2 separate regions of the Siniperca chuatsi genome follow, and region 1 is linked to region 2. A link is a contact called in public Hi-C data. All regions are on one chromosome and are shown on one strand. Each heading gives the region's core, a stretch centred on a gene start, on an enhancer-like site or on the middle of the called end of the contact. The rest is flanking DNA. Distances are from core to core; before and after follow the strand shown.

Region 1 (4,179 bases), core at 1,635-4,134, 70 kb before region 2:
CCCATCCCCAGAGGTTTCACCAGTATACACCAGTCCGCCTACAGTAGCTACTTGATCCACATTTCATCGTATGCAATGGTGCACTGTGCAGCAGACAGAAAACAGATAAGCCCAGGTGACATGCAACACACAGCAGGGTGTGAGCCAAACTGAAAAGTGTGACACGGTGAGCGTGTGGTGAACGCCTTAGCTCACTGCGCCATGGCCTTCCTCCTCTGATCGCCATTGTTTGAGGCAGGAGCGTGCTGGAGATAGTGCTGGCCGTGCATCCCTCTCAGCTCCCGAGAGCCTAACCCGTGGACATGAAAGCACAACGTCACAAGTTAGGGTCTCAGGGACGGCGAGAGATACATCTTCACACGGACTCCTCCACCTCCTCACACAGCTGCTTTCAGCCCGCAGGATTCAGGATTCTGGCTCTGTCTTTGTTTGCTACGAAGACGTTAAAAGAAAAGAAATCTTGCATGTTCCTGAACGAGAATGCTTCCATGTACTGAACTTGTCTTTAAGTCAAATGAGGACTCAGAGCGTCTGAGCGTCTGCGTACAGAGCGAGCTCTGCCTGTTAACAGACATGCAGCTTCTCATCAAACACACACTCCTAAATGACATGCAATAATTGAGCAAACTCATTGCAACCTCCATGCAACCCATGTATTTGTGAACATACAACAAGTGCAAGCCTCAGCCAGACACAACATTGGCCACCCCCCCCAACTCTCTCTCTCTCTCTTTCTCCCTTGCCCCCTCCCCCACCTCAGCTGAATAATACAGCACTTTGAAAAATGCCTCCTGCCATCAGGTACAGAGCCTGCTGCTGTACAGTAAGCCTAAAGATCTCAGGGAAAATCAAAATCATTGCTGCGGACGTACGAGACAAAAACCCTGTGTGGATGCATCAGTTACTGAGTCGAAATCTGAGGCTCGGACTGCACAGCGTCAAACAATCCCTCTGACGCGATGACTTGCATGCTCATCCGACTGTCATGTCTTTCACTGTTAATAAAATCATTCAATGCATGCTCGATCATTACTAGCGCAAATCCCTGTTCAGCATGGTCTCTGAATCCATCCGGAGAGGCAGCACAGAGAAAAGACGAGCCAGATAACAAAGCTCTACGGCTTCTTCATGCCACCATGGTGGTCTAAAGCTTAGGAAACAGATGGGGAGCGGAGAGGGAGGTGGAGAGGGAGAGTACACGTCGGTATCGACTCACCCTCCCCTTCAGATCCAAGATGCCCCCTTGCTTGTTGTTCTTCTAGCTCGCTTCCTGCTTGGGAGGGGAAGAAAAAGAGGCAGAGAGAGAAAGAGAAAGCTCAGATTTAAACTTACAGCACGGCAACAAGATTCCAGTTATGTTCAGAAGAAGAAGGGTTTTTTTCACAAAAAAGCTACGTGAGGAAGAGATCCGTCCCTCCGGTGCGCTGCTTGAAGTCAGGCGAAATAAACGGCGAGAGAGCGACGGACAGAGACAAGAAAGAGAGGCATGAGGATGGGTGGTAGGACCGAGTCGGAATGAACCATGTGCACACTCTCTCTCCCTCTATCTCTGCACTCTCTAGCTCCTATTCACTCACACACACACACACACACACACACACACACACACAGCGAGAGTGAGCAGTCTGGGGAGGAGAGTCGCGAGAGAGTCGATCCCTCTTCCCAGAAAACGAAACGCTGAAAGGAAGTGACACTTAAAGGTTAGATAGAACAGGTAGAACGCAAGGGAAAGTGAGAGAGAGATAGTGAGCGAGTGAGTGAGAGACATAGAGAGAGAGTGAGAAAAAGAGAGAGGTAAAATAAAAGGGTGAGTATCGAGCCACAGAATCAGTGCTTGCAGCCAGGGCCACAGTGCCAGTGAAGCATACCAGTATGCTGCCTCACCAAAGGGAGGGAGGGGGTGCGCGCGCACACTCACTCGCTCACTCACATACACACACATGCATGTATTGCTTGCACAAAACAGTGACACACTCATTTGCATTTCCTTGCACCCAAGCCTCTACTTACTTTTTTATCCAAACCTGCAGGACCAAAGCAGGTTGGTGAGGGGAAAAATGCACACACACATACACACACACACTCTCGCTCACTCGCTCTCTCTCTCACACACACAACTCCAAGTTAAAGGACAAAACGAATGCGCCTGCTGATCTCTTGTCTCGCTCCGCTTTCTCCTCGCCCTTTTCCCTCGCATTGTTTTCTCTCTCTTTCAATCACATGCAGAGCTGGAAAGGAGGGAAGACAGGAAAAAACCATAACCCCCCCCCCTCACTCTCCTTTTCCCCAATATTGGTCCTCCACCTCTTTCTCTCAATCTTTCTTTTACTCTTTCTTTCCCCCCTCTGGCTCTTTTTTCTTTCCCGTGTTGATCGGTAGGAGAAAAAAAAACATTTTTTAAAAGGAAAAAAGGGGGAGAGAAATATCATTATCCATTATCCATTAATTTGCCTCACAGCTGTAATCGCTTACAGCCAGAGGCCCACTTTTCCTCTGTATCAGAGAGAGAGAAAGGTGAGGAGGGGGGGAGGGGGAGGGGAGGGAGCGAGGGAGGGAGGTAGAGAGAAAGTAGTCCTCCTTTCGTTGTTTTTTTCCACCTTGCCGTTGTCCGTTTTCCAACCATAAAACAAATCCTCTGTTCTCTTCTGCATGCATGCAAAAAAAATCCACTTTTCCAGTCCACTTGCACTCTCTTTCTTTTTTCTTTCTTTTCTCTTATTCTGTGTCTCACATGAGCCGACATCATTCACACCGTCCCTTCAGAAAAGGAAGGAGAGACAGAGAGAGAGAGAGGAGGAGTGTGGAGAGAAGGGACCATAGAAACATTGCTACATGATGTGCTTTGGCTTATAGAGGCTACATTTAATCTCCACTGGCTCCCCCAGGCTCATGAGTGAGTGAGTGTGTGTGAGAGAGGAGAGAGAGAGAGAGAGAGAGAGAGAGAGAGAGAGAGAGAGGGAGGGAGGAAGGAGAGAAAGAGATGATGGGGGGAGGGACATATGGAGTAGAGAAGGAGAGCGGCGACGTACAACCGACTGTGCTCAAATCAGCGACAGGGCCCAGAGAGGCTGGGAAGGGGGGGGGGAACATCCCCGGGACTACACTGCCCTCTTGCTTTTCTTCTGCTCCCTCCCTCCCTGACTGACTGATCGACCGACTGTGTCTGCACCCCGGCTAATCTCCAATCCTCTTTGACTGCTGTCTGGCAGACGGTGCATTGTGCCGTTTTTCTATCTCTGTACAGCTGCAGTTGCTGGAGAAAACCATGCATCTGGATCCATACCCCCAAGCGTGCAAAAACACTGACGCTACCAATTTTAAAATCTCCCTGTTGACACACACACACACACACACACAGAGTGCAGCTATCCTCATTTATCACCTGCTTGGTGTCCAGATAGAGCCAGTCTTCGGCGAGGCGCTAATATTAACATGCTTTGACGGTGAGAGCCCGAAGCAGACAGACAAAAGGCTCACACGTCTGCACACACACACGCATGTGCATACTGAGGCATGTGTGCACACACACATAGGAAGATAGGTGCAGAAATACGCCAACTATGCACAAACAGAAAATACTTAAGAGGAGGATTTTTCGTGGCTATGGAATAGAAATACTTTAGATTAATTTGAGTGCAGAATTTTGTCGACATGGTGAATGCTAAACTTTGCATCCAGGTTAATTGACAGCTCGCCATTGATTTACCGATCCCATTTCACTCTCTTCACGTATTCGTAATGTGCTGGTAATGGCCAGGAACCAGCCCCAGCTAGCCAAGTAGTACATCAATAAAGACCCAGATCTGTCACGCTGGCCCACGCATCGAGAAAACAGCAGCAGGACTGCAAATAAGCACACAGCACCGGGCCCACAGAGCCTGAGAGGTAGAAAACAAACATACAGTGAGGATGCTGTGTGTGTGTGTGTGTGTGTGTGTGTGTGTGTGTGTGTGTGTGTGTGTGTGTACACTGAGCAGGGCAGGGTGACACGCAGGACACACTCGCTAGATGGCTGAAGCAGCGGCGCTGTTGGCCAGAGTGATTGATTGACAGCTGTCACATCTGATTGATGGGAAGAAGGGGACAGGCGTTGCAGAGGTCATGGGGGTCATTGCTATGGGAACGATGATGATGAAAATAAAGGTTTAGAAAGAAGGTGTTTGTAATGGGGTTAGACTG
Region 2 (3,994 bases), core at 357-2,856:
AGATGTAAAACTGTCCAGTCAAATGTAAATGCATGAATTTGCACTAATGCTTTTGAGTGTGAGTGGATTTGGTTTGCCTGCTAAAAATGGGCAGCCATGACCTGAAAAAAGAGGCCCCACACAATCACTCTATCTATATTCATCATGCTCTCTGTGCTTATCTGCTGGCTGGCTGGCTGCTGACCCTGCTGGTCAGGTTAGCTGGCAGCCTGACAGACTGGCTGACTGGCTATAAAACTGGTCGGCTGATTTGCCGGCTGGGACGCGGCTGCCCCTGTGTAGCCCCTGCAGCACTAGCAGCATCTATTACACGTATATAAACAGTCTCTGATTCCCCCAGAGGTTCGCATTCAGCGCGACCTGCGATGACCGGCTGCATGTATTTATAATCTGCTCTATCCTGCAGCAATTAAACCCCCTGAACCTCGGCGCGCTGAAAACGCCACAGTCAGGGAAAACTGTGAGCAGCACATGTCTGCTCTGGCCATCTTGTTACCTCGGTAATCAAACCGACGAGTGGTCGGATGCACTTGTAACCCTTTGCTTTCTGTTCCCTCAGACACCTCGCAGTGCAGCGACACTAAAGCCTCTGGATCTCAGCATCCTGTTTCTAGGAACCGCAGTCCATTGTGGGCTGAGGTGGGGTGGGAGTGGGGTGGAGGATTAAAATGGGGCGGGAGGGTGGTCTCGGTGTGCAGAGGTGGGCTGTGCATGTGCAAGGCTTTGCACACAATGGCGTCTGAGCAAGGTGTGTGTATTTGACACACAGGAAACATGAGTGCATTTAGCATGTTTGTATGTAGAATATGGTTACTACACCTCCTACATGTTCTCAATCCTGGTTTCACTATTGCTGAAGGTTTTCAGTCCAAATCACGTCTGTTTGGATTCTGATGTGCAAATCAAGTCAGTGAACTGAACCAGACATAAAGAAGAACGTAGAAAAGAGACACAGTCCACCGTTATTCTGTGAAATGACTGTGAGGTGAACAACACAAGTGGGAATGCATGGGGAAAGACAGAAATAGTGGCGGGGTACTGAGGAAGAAGGGAGAAAGGGGAACAAGGGGAAAGAAAAAAGAGGTTGCGGGGGTGGCGGGGTTTGGGGGGTGGTGTTTGTGGTGAGGGACAAGGACAAGAAAGAAAAAAGGGGGTAAGAAAAAAAGGAGGAGGAAGAAGAGGAGGAGAGGCGAGATGAGGAGAAGGAGCGAGGCAAGGCGGGGAAGAATAGAGAGAGTGGAGTGAAGGGGCTCTGGAGGGGGAGGGGAGGTGGGGGCTGCTGCTGCTGATGCTGGAGCACAGCGCGGCCAGGCTGAACCGAGTGAACTGCAGTGGAGGTCAGGGAGTCCAACATTCCTCTGGAACACTGTGTTTACACTGGTAGCAGAGAGGAGGGAGGGCGGGGGGACGAGGGGTGGGGGTGGGGCGGGGGGTGCGAGGGGGACGACGCGCAGGGAAGGAAATCATCTCCCGGAGACACTCCTTTCAGGGAGGGAGTGTGTGTGTGTTTGAGTTAGTGAGAGTGTGTGTGTCAGTTATTCTGTAGCTGTGTAGTGCCACCTTGAACTTCATCCACCTTCGACGACGGAGGGCCGTGTGCCGCAGCTGTTATCAAAATCAGAGTATTAAAGCTGAAATTTGAAAGTGTCGTATCACTCCAGGGGCGATTTCACCTGCATTATTAATGTATGTCACTTCCAAACTTTTGAAAATATGGAGGGGGATTAAATAAATCTAAAATAAAAGTTTTTTTTAAGAGGGCATTTGGGCTCTGGTGCTTTAAAATAAAAGGAAAAAGACCAAGAATTGAATTATGATTTATTTTTTTGGTCTACTGAGTATAACCAGTGAATTATTGCAAGATTTTAATCAAATAATAATTAACAATTCTTTTAAAAGTAGACTCAGATTTTGGTTTAATTAAAGACATTAAGAAATGTCAATTTCATACCAAATAACATGCAGCTCTTAAAAACTTTGCAATTTGCTTTTTATTTAATTGTTTAGAAAGAAGCTAACAAACAATTTTAGAGTGCTGTATTTTGAATTTTTGTCAGTTATAATTTAAATGATTAAGTTTTAAAGATTTGAATTGATTCATATTGTATTTACATTTAAAATAAAGATAAATACATGTCAACAAGAAAAAACCCATTTCTTTACTTTTAAAGACCAAGAATGTTTTGTAGAGAAACTGTTTGCAGCAAAGTATTTATCATTAAATTGTACAAAACAATGATTTAACAAGAAAATGTATTTTACTGCTTACAACAAAAGCACATGATATGTTCATTTTCTACCTTTTCTTTACAGGAAACATCAGTAAATAATCTGCAACAGCAGCTGAATTCCAAAAACAGAAAAATTAGAACTGGAACTGAACCCATGCATTTTTAAAGATTCAAATATCCGTTGTAATTTTGACATCAACCACACAGACAAAAGTTTTGTCTCATCAAACAACAGCAAACCGGCGAGCGGTCAGAGCTGAGACCGTGAGCCCTGCAATCATCTCCCACTATGCTGCTGCACATACTTTCATTCTTCCCATAAAGACGTTTCCTTTCCCCATCTGCTGGTGCAACACAGAAACTGCAGTACAGCCGGTAACTCCTGCAGACTGCTGACGGACAGACGCTGCTTTGAGACATTTAGAAATCACTGAAAATCACGTCATCGTGTCTTCAGTATTTATAGTTTATAACCTATAATATTAAATGAAAATGGAAATTTTGGAAAACTAATTTGTTCTAAAATAATAATCATAATGAGTATATAGTGCAATTTTGTCAGAGGTTTTTACAATGCAGACAATAAAATAAGAAATCAAAGTGGCTCTACAAACCAGTGTAATCACACTGTCAGTTTAAAGCTACAGAAACCAGATTTTCTCCCACACACGTGTGACAATAAGAAAGTACTAAACACAGAAAAGGTGTTTCCATATATATGCCACACTGTGCCGGCCAGTTATTTTCCAGACCACTTTGATACAAATATTACCATTTAAATCAGATTTAGCCGGTGACTATTCAGACAGTAAATATTTAGTGTTTACTGTGCCACTGAGGAAATCATCACTGCTGGCATCAGTCAGAATGACATTTCAGCGAATCAAAGCAGAGCAGGAGACAATTGGCTGTCTGGGCTCCGGACTGAATAATCAATTTGTCCCCAGACTGCTGCATAGCAACACTCGTTGCAAAAGAGCAAAATATGCAGACACAACAACGCCAGACTAAAGTTTAGGGATCTTTCACTAGATTCAAATCTGAAACCTCTGGCCAATCCTGACACAGCAGGCATTTGATTTCTGAATATCACCACTGTAAGTGTGTAACAGCTCCAGCTTCTATATTTAACTAATCATTCAAACAGAGAGCAGACCAACTACAGTTTGACATCTAGTCAAACCAGAGAGAGGCTGAGTCATGGCTTGAACTTTTGTCTCGGAGAGCTGACTGTCATTTGACCAGGATTTCCCCAAACTTTTCAAATCTAAAGACTGTTGCACAAATGCACACTGACAGCAGGACGTCATGTTACTGTTACCTTGTCAAAGTAAAAGGACTTCTATAGAGTACATTAAAAAGGCCAGGACTTTCATCTGCTGTGGAGTCACATTTCATATTTCTGGAAATGTGGGAGCTTTGCATTCTACGGTTACACACATATTACACATTGTAAGACTGATTCTGATATTGTTTTAGAAGTACTTTGACTCATTTTGGACAAAAAACTAAGGAAGGAATTTAGAATTATCCGCCAAAAGTACATACCTGGCACCAGAACATAACAAAATAAACTTGAAAAAGTTAATTCCCTGAAAGCTCTAAAAAAAAAAAAGCAACACGACATGACAACACAAGTGAAAGTCCTGCATTCAAAACCTACTACTTGAGTAAAAGTACAGAATTATTATCAACAAAATGTACTTTAAGAAAAAGTACATGTTTTGCAGTAAAATGGCCGCTGTGACTGATATATTACTATG

What was found. Hi-C and Micro-C count contacts between places; a contact is called where the count stands out from the background.
Region 1: a contact with region 2 is called in a Hi-C map of an unstated tissue, with 2.4 times the contacts expected there. The contact joins two enhancer-like sites. A contact is called at or near these places in 2 of 3 Hi-C or Micro-C datasets (skeletal muscle and an unstated tissue).

Annotation. Positions count from the first base shown.
Region 1 is chrLG7:4,228,791-4,232,969 of ASM2008510v1, reverse strand. It overlaps LOC122878986 (a long non-coding RNA gene), which reads right to left. Exons shown (of 6, transcript XR_006378602.1): 4 at 1,217-1,273; 5 at 1-289. Among protein-coding and RNA genes, the nearest start is that of LOC122878986, 99 kb to the right of the region's middle. Within about 2 kb of position 2,884, the one cell type or tissue checked has an H3K27ac peak away from gene starts, as active enhancers do.
Region 2 is chrLG7:4,157,618-4,161,611 of ASM2008510v1, reverse strand. The region is part of intron 1 of LOC122878986 (a long non-coding RNA gene); the gene reads right to left. Among protein-coding and RNA genes, the nearest start is that of LOC122878986, 28 kb to the right of the region's middle. Within about 2 kb of position 1,606, the one cell type or tissue checked has an H3K27ac peak away from gene starts, as active enhancers do.